Regions from separate parts of the Sus scrofa genome. Here regions 2, 3 and 4 are each linked to region 1. Evidence: chromatin contacts called from public HiChIP or PLAC-seq and promoter capture Hi-C data. All regions are on one chromosome and are shown on one strand. Each heading gives the region's core, a stretch centred on a gene start, on an enhancer-like site or on the middle of the called end of the contact. The rest is flanking DNA. Distances are from core to core; before and after follow the strand shown. Region 1 holds the start of SMURF2 (E3 ubiquitin-protein ligase SMURF2). Region 2 overlaps SMURF2 (E3 ubiquitin-protein ligase SMURF2). Region 3 holds the start of KPNA2 (karyopherin alpha 2 (RAG cohort 1, importin alpha 1)). Region 4 overlaps SMURF2 (E3 ubiquitin-protein ligase SMURF2).

What was found. Promoter capture Hi-C pulls out the DNA fragments that hold promoters and counts their contacts. HiChIP or PLAC-seq counts read pairs in DNA pulled down with a chosen protein or histone mark.
Region 2: a promoter capture Hi-C map of fetal skeletal muscle shows a contact between it and region 1, with 3 times the contacts expected there. The contact joins the enhancer-like site here to the promoter of SMURF2 in region 1. A contact is called at or near these places in 2 of 5 promoter capture datasets (fetal skeletal muscle and liver), 7 of 47 Hi-C or Micro-C datasets (adipose tissue, brain, embryonic fibroblasts and 3 more) and 2 of 2 datasets of contacts at active chromatin or transcription factors (alveolar macrophages and skeletal muscle).
Region 3: a contact with region 1 is called in an H3K27ac HiChIP or PLAC-seq map of alveolar macrophages. The contact joins the promoter of KPNA2 here to the promoter of SMURF2 in region 1. A contact is called at or near these places in 4 of 47 Hi-C or Micro-C datasets (embryonic fibroblasts, epiblast stem cells, heart right ventricle and 1 more) and 2 of 2 datasets of contacts at active chromatin or transcription factors (alveolar macrophages and skeletal muscle).
Region 4: a promoter capture Hi-C map of liver shows a contact between it and region 1, with 2.2 times the contacts expected there. The contact joins the enhancer-like site here to the promoter of SMURF2 in region 1. A contact is called at or near these places in 1 of 5 promoter capture datasets (liver), 6 of 47 Hi-C or Micro-C datasets (adipose tissue, embryonic fibroblasts, epiblast stem cells and 2 more) and 2 of 2 datasets of contacts at active chromatin or transcription factors (alveolar macrophages and skeletal muscle).

The regions. Positions count from the first base shown.
Region 1 is chr12:14,367,145-14,370,175 of Sscrofa11.1, forward strand. SMURF2 (E3 ubiquitin-protein ligase SMURF2) reads left to right here and starts at 1,539. Exons shown (of 18, transcript XM_021066754.1): 1 at 1,539-1,659. The coding sequence starts at 1,608.
Region 2 is chr12:14,463,934-14,466,964 of Sscrofa11.1, forward strand. The region is part of intron 9 of SMURF2 (E3 ubiquitin-protein ligase SMURF2); the gene reads left to right. Among named protein-coding and RNA genes, the nearest start is that of SMURF2, 97 kb to the left of the region's middle. Within about 2 kb of position 1,603, at least 5 of the 83 cell types and tissues checked have an H3K27ac peak or open chromatin away from gene starts, as enhancers often do. A contact at or near this core is called in adipose tissue and fetal skeletal muscle, where this site is marked.
Region 3 is chr12:14,283,675-14,286,705 of Sscrofa11.1, forward strand. KPNA2 (karyopherin alpha 2 (RAG cohort 1, importin alpha 1)) reads left to right here and starts at 1,638. Exons shown (of 11, transcript NM_001163404.1): 1 at 1,638-1,651; 2 at 2,990-3,031. The coding sequence starts at 3,017.
Region 4 is chr12:14,444,896-14,447,926 of Sscrofa11.1, forward strand. It overlaps SMURF2 (E3 ubiquitin-protein ligase SMURF2), which reads left to right. Exons shown (of 18, transcript XM_021066754.1): 4 at 559-692. Among named protein-coding and RNA genes, the nearest start is that of SMURF2, 78 kb to the left of the region's middle. Within about 2 kb of position 1,501, at least 7 of the 83 cell types and tissues checked have an H3K27ac peak or open chromatin away from gene starts, as enhancers often do. A contact at or near this core is called in liver, where this site is marked.

The sequences.
Region 1 (3,031 bases), core at 289-2,788:
AGCATTAAAGCCCATGAAGTTTATGTGATTTACCATTAGGCTGTTAGCTCATCTATCTTTTGTTTTGTTTTTGTCTTTTTAGGGCCACACCTGAGGCATATGGAGGTTCCCAGGCTAGAGGTCTAATCAGAGCTGTTGCTGCTGGCCTAAGCCAGAGCCACAGCAACCCCAGATTCGAGCCATGTCTGCGACCTACACCATAGCTCGCCACAAAGCCGGATACTTAACCCACTGAGCGAGGCCAGGGATCGACCCCACAACCTCATGGTTCCTAGTGGGATTCACTTCCACTGTGCCACAACGGGAATTCCTACCTTCTGTTATTAACCGAACTTTGCAAAGAACATCTTCTGTACTATGTATGATATGTCAAGAATAACTTCCTAAGAGTGCAATTGCAATTACATGGTCAAAGGGTAAGGTACACTTTTTTATTTCAGCTTTTATTTTCTCCTTCTGAGATAACGAAATACAGTTCTGCAGGAAAGCTTTCCATACATTGTTCTCCAAGGCTTATCTTGTTAATAACCCCTTTAAGGCATTATCATCCTCCTATCCTTGCACTACAGCTGAAAAAAGAGCCCAAGTAGGCTGGTAACCTGATCTCATTCACCAGGTGAGTCCTGAATGAAGGTGGCAGCTATGGTATCAGTTGCAAAACACCCCTGGGGATTTGCTGGAACCCTCGGTGTGTCTCTTCCCTCACCCTAGCGACGTTCAACCCAGAGGGCTGCGGATTTAGTTCTAACTTTGCTCGCCCCAGCCTCAGAGAGCCCCTTGCACGCAGTGGGCGTCTTATAAAAGCAGTCTGCATTGCACGGACAAAAGCTCTCTCTATTAAGTGGGCCAAACGCTAAGGCCCTCCTGGCGGCACAGAGCTCCGCGCCAACACCCTGCTCCTTTGTCTACTCCTTCCTCAAGTTCTGCGTGGCATCTTCTGCAACCAAGCACACCGGCCCGGACCGCCGCGCCCAGGCCGACACCGGGCCTGGCGCCCCTGCGCCCCGGGCACCCGGCGCGCGCCCGCACAGGCCCCGCCCACCGGCCCCGCCCTGCCCCGCTGGCCCCGCCTCTCGTCTCCTCCTCTCCTCCCCCCCCCACCCCCCCGAGCAGACGAGTGGCGGCGGCGGCCCCAGGACCGGGTTCCCTCAGACAAGAGGGCGGGTGGAGGAGGAAGCGGCCGAGCCCGAGTCCCGCTCCGGCGCCGCCGAGCACCGCCCGCCTCAGCCCATCAGCCCCGTCGGCTCCTGGGCCTCGCGGAGCCGAGAGGAGGGAAAGGCGGAGGCGGTTGCGTGGAGGCGGCGGGGTGCGGGCGGAGGCGGCGCGGCCGGCCGCGGCTACCGCTTTGTTGTGCGGCCCGGGCGGAGGAAGGAGAAGTGGGAGGAGGGGGGAGCTCGGCGTCCCGCTCCCTCCGCGGCTCATGGCGACGACGCTCGGCACATCCGGGACCCTCCGGCCGTGGCGGCCGCGGCGCCGGCTGCTCGGGCCCCAGCCCCGGCCGCTGTGGTGACTGCGCCGCGCCTCGCCGTCGCCCCCGCCCCGCCCGCCGGCTCCGGGCCCCGCGTCGGGGCCGTAGCCCCGCCGCCGCCGCCCCCGCCGCCGGGGACATGTCTAACCCCGGGGGCCGGAGGAACGGGCCCGTCAAGCTGCGCCTGACAGGTGAGGGGGTTGGGCGGGCGGCGGGAGCCGGGCTGGGGCACCGGTGGGGTGAGCAAGCTGGCGGGGGGTGCCTGTGGCCTTGAGAGGGGCCAGGGTCGCGATCAACGGTGAGTTGGGGGTCGGGGACGTGAAAGGCCTAGTTCAGGAGAGTAATTGCAAAACCACTCTCCCTTGTTTGGAAATTCTTAAAAAAGCCACGGGTGACTCGGGGGTCTTTTGTTGGGGGGGGGGGTGTCCCGGATTGGAATTCCGGGAGGTTTTGAGGTCGAAAAGCCGTGGCGAAGAAACTCGGCTCTCTCCCGGGGCCTCGGGGAGCAGCCCCCGGGCTCCTGCCCAGCTGGGGTCGTCGAGAGGATGAGGAGCTCCTGCGGCGGGGATTATTGAATCCGGCTGCTGGCTGCGCGCAGTAAACACTCCTTAAAGATGGAGCGCTTAACGGGAGGGTGTGTGTGTGTGTTCCCTGGTTGTTAACTTGTTGGCCCACTTATGCCCGCCTGCAAAACCTTTCCTCTCTGCTGCCAGCGGCGGCAGCCGGTGCCACACACCTGAGACGCACGACTTTGAAAGGGAAGGAGACTGAGGTTGACTTTTCCGGTGTGTCTGCCTGATCCGACGACTCGGGCGCATTGTACACTCTGTGTTTTGGAAGTGTTTGATTGTAGGGTAACATGCTTGGGGTTGTTCCTTGTAGGCCGCAGAACTTGTGTTTCACTTCTAGCTCTAGACCTGCTTTAAAAACACATTTTGCGGGTTGGGGGGGATACATTTCTATATACGTGCTCATATAAACTTCAGCGAAGCAAAGTTTTTCTCGTTCCCAACTCTGCACCCCTTTCCTTTCTAAATGGAAAAGAATGGAAGGGTTGCTAGATAGCAGGCTTTTCTTACGAAGTGTTTATGATTCCAAGGGTATTAAATCTTTAACGTTACAGGTACGTTTTGCTTACAGTGCTATTTTTTTTAATATTCTTACATGGTCATGTTACCCCATTTTAAGGAAAAATTGTTTTGGCTTTGAAAAGAGTAGAGACCAGTGTATTTATTCCTAGTTTCAACATTCACTGTTAATAAATTACCCACGTTGATATTCGGATTTGTCATGAGAAAAATGGCTTTCTTTAGAGAATCTGTGTGTACGTGTGTGGGGGTGTGTGTAAGAATAAACTAATTATGTTCGCCTACAGTAGACTTTGAGATTTATATGGACTAATTTTGTAATTGAGTGCTTGTGTGTCACATCCCAGTCCACTGGCTGAACTTTGAAGATAAAAACGTGCAGCTGAATTAGGTATTTGAAAATTTAGCCTTGACTGTATGTTGGCTGCAATTTTTAAAATACATTACTTTCATGACAGTTTTGCTTTCCCTAGGG
Region 2 (3,031 bases), core at 353-2,852, 97 kb after region 1:
ATTGTAAATAAAATGATATAAAATCAAATTCTGCATTCTATAAAAAGAATTTTTCTTCGATCGTAATAATTGCTTTTCATTTCTGAAAGTTGTTTTACAATTTTGTCTATTCATTTTTAATAATCATTTGTAATTTGTAATTGCGCCCTTTTATTTTTTTTTTAATGTTACATATTGTAGCTATTCTCTTTGATCTCTAACAGTACCTGGGGATCTACTTCTGTGGTTTTATTTCTTCTGACTCTCCGTCGTCATGACTTCCTTTCTAAAGTGATTGGTGATCTTTGATTGTGAGTTAGAGTTTAATTGGAGTTCTTTGGACCTAAAGTGAGAATTCAGGAAGTTTTCCTGGAATCCCTTCATCTTCCCTTTGAGTTTTTAGTGGGGAATTTCCAGGTTTCCTTTTCCAGCTTTGTGGCTGGCCTCAGGCTGAGTTTCCCAATTAATCACTCCCCTCTGGCAGCTCTCCACTCTGCCTGCCACTCAGGTACCAGCTCCAGCTCTATTCACTTAAAAAATTTTAGAAGGATTCTTGGAACTTTTCCCCTTGCCTCTTTTGAGGCTAGCAGTGTCTCAAATAGTGTGTTCTTTCTCGTCTTTAGCTGTTCGTGGCAGAAGAATCTCCAAGGCGCCTATAAGCAGAAGTCAGAAATCACTGTTTCCGTACCCATCATTATGTTTTCCCTACGACCAGGAAGAGATTATTTCATGAAAAATCTTTTTCTAGATTAACTTTTAAAACATAATTTTTATAAGATTTTCCATTATAATAATTGGTTACAGTTTAAATTTACATTAGACTTGCTTTTATTTATTCTTCAAGGTCCTATAAATCTTTGTCATGTATAATAGTGTTTTTAAGAACGCGAGGATAATGCCAATGGTCCTTGGTCTGTTAAAAGTCTCTGCTTCTTCTATCGTACAGGAAACCTTAGAGCCTTCTTCCTAAGGTGTCTTAAACAGGCTCGTCTTTCATTAGCTTTACAGCTTTCAGAATTTAAAATGGAGCCATTATCCTTTAATGTACATACCGTGGTTATTTTTAGGATCTTAATTTCAGTAACACCTCTAGTTTTGCTTTGTTGAAAATCTTAAAATTAATCGTGGAATGAACAGTTATACAAATTTTATGGTATAGCAAGAAATAATGGAAGGGAAATATTTTAGAAAATAATTACTTGTATCACTGACGTTTGTAAAACTACTTTGTCAGACAAATATTGAAGTACAGTTTATGTTGGCAAATGTTGTGATTGCTTTTATATTAATTTAAAACCTGAATTGCACTAAAGCCCAAGAATGGACTTACTGAAAATGTAGGCTGTGTAATAAGTTTCTGAGCCCTTTATGGATTGGGTTTAAATATGCAAGTTTGTTAAACCATTGGGAATTAAAGATTTCAGCTGAACATCTCAAGTTTCTGAAACAATACATTTTCTCAGACTTCATGGAATTGTTCTGTGTCATTTACACTTGCTTGGCTCAGCAAGCCCAGCAGTGAGGTATTTTTTATTTTATATTTGTTTTTGCAGGGATCTTAGCAACATAAATTGTGAAGAGCTTGGTCCATTGCCTCCTGGATGGGAGATCCGGAATACAGCCACAGGCAGAGTTTATTTCGTTGACCATAACAACAGAACAACACAGTTTACAGATCCTCGGCTCTCTGCTAACTTGCATTTAGTTTTAAAGTAAGTTTTTGAAACTTTGAAACAATACCTGTTAAAATGCGCATCTGAACAAGACTGATAGATTCTTTTTTTGTAATAAATGTGATCGGATGTCCATTCTCTTCAATTATAAATTACTTTTGTTGAGCATCATTTTATGTAAGAGTATGGCTACTTTTATCTGGTGTATGAGTATTTGTTCCTGTGCTTAAATAGGAACCTGTCCTGAAATGTTAGGAAAAGGTGCACCCTAGCACATCTGCAGAGACAGGCTGCTTTATGTGGTAGGTGAATTTTTTTCCCCTGAGTGTATCAGAAATAGCTCCAGGAGAGCTGGATCTATTCCAGAGGGTTTTCTGTTATGTCAGTTTTGTCCTCCAGCTTTAAGCCTTCTTTACCATTTTCAGGACTTAGTCTTCCTCACAAGTTTTTGTGAATGGACTTGATGTACCCTGGTTTTTTTTTTTTTTTTTAATTGAAATATAGTTGATTTACAGTATTGTGTCAGTGTCAGATATATAGCAAAGTTATATATGTGTGTGTATGTATGTGTGTGTTATATATACGTGTATATGTGTATATATATTATATATGTGTGTGTATATATATGTATATATATTTCCATTTTAGGTTATTATATTGAATATAGCTCCTTGTGCTATATAGCAGGACCTTGTTGGTTGTCTATTTTTTTATATAGTAGTTTGTATCTGATAATCCCATACCCCTCATTTATCACTCTCTACCCTCCCTTTCCCCTCTGGTAACCATAAGTTTATTTCCTGTCTGTGAGTCTGTTTCTGTTTTATATATCAATTCATTTGTATTATTATTATTATTTTATTTTATTTATTAAGCCATGCCATGACATGGGGAAGTTCCTGGGCCAGGGATTGAACCAGTGCCACAGCAGTAATCCAAGCCACAGCAGTGACAACGTTGGATCCTTAACCTGTTAGGCCACCAGGGAACTCCATTATTTGTATGATTTTTTAGATCCCACATATAAGTGATATCATATAAGTGATACATCCTTATTCTCTCTCTGGCTTACTTCACTTAGTGTAATTTCTCCAGGTCCATTCATGTTGCTACAAATGGCAGTGTTTTTTTATGGCAGAGTAATATTCCATGGTGTGTGTGTAATATATAGATATCACATCGTCTTAAACTGAGCATCTGTTCATGGGTACTTAGGTTGTTTCCATGTCTTGGCTGTTGTAAATAGTGCTGCTATGAACATTGAGGTATATGTATCTTTTCAAATTATAGTTTTCATATTTTCCAGATATATGCCCAGGAGTGGAATTGCTGTATCATATCATTTTTAGTTTTTTCAGGACTCTCCATACTATTTTCCA
Region 3 (3,031 bases), core at 388-2,887, 83 kb before region 1:
TTAAACAACAAAGGAAGTGATGATATAATTATCACAAAGGATGATATAATTGCAGCCTTCTGAGGTAGGTCAGGATGGTGATCAAAGCTTTCATGGTTTCTCTACAATTGTCTTAACTCAAATTTCTAGAACTCACATCACTCAGTTCGGAACAGAGCCTGCTTTCCCACCTCCAATCATTAAACAAAAAGCATAGGCTTCACAACTGGATGAAATTAGGTCAGATGACTGCCCCTGAGCCATTCATTGTAGCAAAGGGAATGCCTTGCAGTGACTGGTTTACAGGTGAATTCCTTCCACGTTTTCGCATTTGGGCAGATAGGATTATACTGATTGGGTAGGTGAGAGGAGACAACCTCCTGTGATTCCCTTGGCTGCTACACAGTGCATGAAGCTGGCAAAAATGCCTGCAAGAAGAGACGAAGACCATTGTTTGAATTTATAGTAAAAAACACACAAACAACAAAACCAATACAGCTTTTCTTAAAAATACCCTTTTCAGAATACGGAAAAATTATGAAAACAAAGTGGCCTATAACACTGACATTACGAGAACCATCACTGATGCTTTTTTAAAAATTACAAGAAAATGCAAGCATTTTATTCAGAAATGTATAAATTGTAGCATAAGTCATTACTGGAACAACTGACAAAATTTGAACATGGACTATATAATAAATCACATCGAAGTTCAGATGTCTTGAATTTGATGATTGTGGAGTGGTTATATAACAGAATGTCCTTATCCTTCCAAGGTGCAACCCAAAATATTTAGGGATAAAGGGACATGATTTCTCAAACTTACCCTTCAAAAGGTTGAAAAGTATCATGTAAAAGCTATGCATATGGGCCTACTAGTACGTGTGGGTATTTACACAGAGAAAGAAATAGTAAATGTGGCAAATGTTAACACTTGGCAAATATGCATAAAGATTTATAGTTCTTTTGTATTTGAAAATAAAAAATAAGACTGGAGAAACAGATGTAGTAAACCTTTTGTTACCATTACTTGTGCCGTCTATGCAGTCTTTTATGATGCAAGTTAGAAGAAAAAAAAAACTAAACTAAAAAGTGCAGCACAAATCTGCTTTATCCATCCCCTCCTTGGTGGCCCTGCTAACCTTTGGTGGCCTTTTTCTTCTGAGTCCTATCAGAGAAAAAAATACATAGCAATGTATTTCTATATCGAAATTTTAAAAATTATTTGGGGAATCATTTGTGGTTCTCTTAAGGCAGACGCCAAGGGTAACGACCAACCACTGTACACGAGTAAACCCTCGGTAAAGGACCGAGGCTATGGCCAAGGCGGGCTGGAAACTAGCCCTTCGCGCTGCACGCCGGGACCTGAAGGCTGCCGCCTCCGAACTGCGGGGCGCTCTGGGATCGCCCGGCCGCTCCCTCATCTCGCGATGCTATCGTATCTTCTGGGCCCTCTGACCCCTCCCAACGTGTTTTTCAAATCCACCAATGGACGTCTAGCATAAGCTCGAACCAGCCAATCGGAATGCGGAGCCACCGGGAAATTTAAATCGCGCCGGCTGCACGAGCCACACTGTCCTCGCGCTGACCGTGGTGGACGTTTTGAGAGACCCTGAGCCGCAGCCTGAGCGCCCCTGACCGCCTCCTGTGGAAGCCTGAGCCGGCTGTGTAGGTACGAACCTAGGCCGCAGTCCGGCCTGAGTGGCAACGGCTGGCCTGTAGGCCGGGCTCGGCTTGTGGGTGGCGGGAGGGAAGGCCCGGGCTATACGCCTGGCCTAGCTTTGGCTTCTTTGGTTGACGAGGCCTTTGGGGTCGTTCGTTTACGAGACGGGTGTTTGGGGATGCGGGTGCTTGGGTTTTAGGGCCCGAGGCTCTGCAAACCGCCGCAATGGCATTTACTCGAGAATCAGAGTGAGGCCCGAGGGCGAAAGCCCAAGTAGGTTGCCGGGCGCCTCTGGCTCCTCCTCCGTCAGTTCCCGGCTGCTCCTTCCCCGAAATGGGGCGGGGAGGGGGGAGCAGGGGAAGGGACTGGAGATGGAGGTGGCAGTTGGAAGTGCTGTCTCTTAAAACACGTCGGCCCTGGGTTGGTTGTGTCACTATTTCGTAAAAGAACAAAATGAAATTAAAGATAGCCCCCTCCCCCCCTTAGGAGGACTTTTCCTTTTGTGATCTTTTGGGGAGTGCGCTTAAGTAGCCACGTCTGAGTGAAGCACAGCTGGGGATATCAACCTAATTTGGTGCATTCACTCGGAATTCCTCGAAAGTGTGCGAGATGCTGAAGATGAAGAACTGCGTCGCGAGTTTTCAGTGTGGACAGGACATTTTATGAAAGACTCCATAACGTAATGATGAGTCAGATTTTTAACAACTTTCAACTGTGGAGAATGTACCTGTTAGGCCATTTAAAGACAGTGGAGCCTCCAGAGGATCTGAATTTATGGCCCCTAGGACAAAGATTTTACCTATAAGCTCAGTCCCCCTACTCCGAGTTCAGTTAAGTATTTGTAGATCCTCTATAGAGTCTAGAGCCGCTCTGTGCAGTGCGGTAGTCGCCAGACGCAAGTGGCTAGTCTGAATCGAGTTGTGCTGTAAGCTTAAAGTACAGATCTTGAAGAATTGGTAGGAAAAAAGAATGTGAAATATCTCAGTAATTTTTTTGATATTTTAACGTGTGGAAATGAGAATATGTTGGATGTGTTGGGTTAAATATTAAAATTAATTTCATTTGTTTCTTGTTACTTTTTTTAAACAAAATGTGGCTACTAGGAAATTTAAATTTAGGCTGCTTGCTTTATATTTCTGATGGACAGCACTGCTCCAGGAAGTCTCAGCCCTTCGGAGGGGAGGGGCCAAATATCCTTTGGCTAAAACTACATAGTGCTGAAAAAGGAAGTTCCTCTTCCATTACAAAAGTGTGGATTCAATATGTTTTCGATAATTCCCTTGATGCTTACCGTATTGCCAATCAAAATGATAAAAGGGAATTTTTTTTCTCTCCCTCATCTTATAGATACCTCCCTCCCTTTGTCTCATAACCATGTCCACCAATGAG
Region 4 (3,031 bases), core at 251-2,750, 78 kb after region 1:
CCTGCAAGAGTCCTGCTCGCTCAAGGCCTGCATACAGGAAAGAAGCAGGGGAAAAGCGTTACAATCAGCTTTTGTTCTACAGCATTTTAAAACATAACAGGTATGTCAGATTTTTGGTCTGTCAGCCTTGACAATGCCCCTTGAAAATGAACTGAGCATTGGCTGAGGTAGTAGGTCATGCCATTGAAATGTATTTAAAATGTGACGGTGATAAAAGTTCTAAGATTTTTATTTTTGGAAAGAAAAAATCATCAACTTCCATAGGGTTATTTGGCACTAGCTATTAAAATCGTAAAAAGTAGTATTTTTATGAACAAAATTGTTACTCAGTCTGAGAGTGACAAATATGATAAATATATTAAAAATTCTTTGTGGATTTTACTTTTGAGTTTTTAAAGAAATTTAATTTCAGTTCTGTGGATAGATTGAATTCGAAACATACTTTGCAGAGTCTAGCCATACTCTAAAACACCTGTGATTTTAGACTATAGAAACAAAAGAAAATTTACACTACTCATATTTGCCAAGTTATTCATGCCGTAATTTGGGTTTTTTTAGGTATATTGGAAAGTCTGATTCAGTTACGATCAGTGTATGGAATCACAAGAAGATCCATAAAAAGCAAGGTGCTGGATTTCTTGGTTGTGTTCGTCTTCTTTCCAATGCCATCAACCGCCTCAAGGACACTGGTTGTGAGTACATACTAGTGCTTTAAAAAGTTTAAATACACATATTTAAATACACACACACACACACACGTATAGGTATTTTTTGATAGGCAGGGGTCCAAAAACTTAACTTCCTATGTATGTGTGAAACATTGGTAAAAAGTCCTGGTCTGAATTTATTTTGTTGACTTTTTAAAAAGAATGAAACAGTTTAAATATGTGAAGCCTAGAACAGAATCAGAGCTGATAGCTAGTTTCCAGTGAATAAGTGCCAAGAAATGATTGGTTTCTAGAAGAGTAAAAAGAAAGGTGTCAAAGTATGTATTCCTTTTTTTTTTTTTTTTTTTTCTTTTCTTAGCACTCTTCTCTGGTTTTAGTGGATTTTCGAGATAAAGTTGAGTTTTACTTAGGTGATGGGAGTGTTTAAGGGAGGAATTCTTAGCAAATAAAAATATGCATACAACTGCTTTGAAAAATTAAAGGTTCTAAAAGTAAGACATTATTTTGAGTGAAAGATAGCTGTATTATCAACTTAACTATAGCTTAATTTTTTGTCAAACTGGTCAATTAGAAGATGAGACCAAGATCGAGACATTAGAAATGATATCTGTTTTAGATTGACAAGTTCACATTGACAAGTCACTTATTAGCAGATATGTAACTCATGTAATGAAGTGACAAAACATCTTTTCCATGGAGCGTAGATGGAAATACCTTTTTGGCCACACCCGTGGCATATGGAAGTTCCTGGGCCAGGGATCTAATCTGAGCCGCAGCTGTGACCCATGCCACAGTTTCATCAGCACTGGATCCTTAACCCCACCCACCTCTCAACCCCAGATGTTCTTGGCAGAGGATCAGGCCTGTGCTGCCACGGAGACAATGCCGGATCTTAACCCACTGTACCACAGTGGGAACTCTGGAAATATCTTTTTCAATAGAATTTTTTTTGCTTTTTCTACAGAATTATTTTACATATATATATACACACACATATATGTACACATATATACATATACACACGTATACACACACACACACACACACACACACAACACACAAATCTAGCTGTTGTCATGGGATTTTAGCCCAGATGCCTATTCTAAGCAAAAATTCACATAGAATCTAGCTAAGGAAATTAATAAAGAAAAATAAATTTAGCTTTAAATGTTAGATACATTAAGAAATGATCCCATTTTAATGTAGAATGATACCATAGCCTAGTTATAAAAATATTACTGTTAAAAAGGACAAAATTGAGCTAGAAATTCTGAAGGGAATTTAAGGGCACCTGAGAATTTCTTAAATTTCTGGGTTAACAGGGTGAACAGTAGGAGATAGAAGACGGGATTGGAAAAGGTCTGGCGTATGAAAACAAACCATTTTTTTATTCTAACGCAATGCAGCAGGCAAACTGAAAACTTACAAGTCCACACGTATGACTTTATTTCTGGTTCAGTTTAGCTAACGTTTATTGGAACTTAAACATGCCAGGTGCTATTCTAAACTTTGATGATATAAAGGTAAATAAGCATAAATCCTGTCCTCTGAGAAACAAGAGCAAAGGCCTGTTGGCAAAGGGAGTAGGACACATCAGAAGGACTGAACAGAAGAGGGATTGTTCTGCACAGGTCCACTATGCCGCTGTCTTAGTAGTGTCCCTTTATTTTGCAAAGGGAAAAATGTCTATTTGTGGCTGGATAGCCAGATGTGGTATAGATTTTTCTTTCTATTGCTTGTGAATGTTTCATTGCAGTAATTTATATAACCTTTTTGATGTATAGTAGCATTTAATTTTTCAAACACCTGTGGGTTTGAGTGTAGAATGCAAGGGCTAAGATATGGTCTCCTCCTTTTATCAATTCATAATTTATTTAAGTAGACAGATGGCATACAGCTATAAAAGAATTCAATTATAAACTCTATGAGCAAAGTAAAATCAGCATGCAGTGGGTGACATTGTTCCTTACTACAACTGGCCAGGCTAGTATTATATCACAGTTTACATAAATAATTTAATGTGAGGTAAGTAATACAGTTAGACATTAGAAAATCAAGACTTGGGGGATAAATTGCTTGAGAACGACAACTATTAAGTGGCAAGCCAAGACTTAGACTAAAGTGTTCTGAAATCTTTGGAGAGAAAATAACTGCATGTTGGCACCATTGTCTTAGAATTTTTGAAATCTGAATTTGTCAAAACTTTTGTTGAGACATTTATACTAACTATGTATGCAGTTAGAGCATTTTAAATATTTGTTTCATCATTAAAACAATTCTTTAAATGATTGGTCTGATTTCTAATGGATTGTAGAAATTTACTGTCAGTCTGTAGATGTTAGAATTGCTAATACCAGCTAATT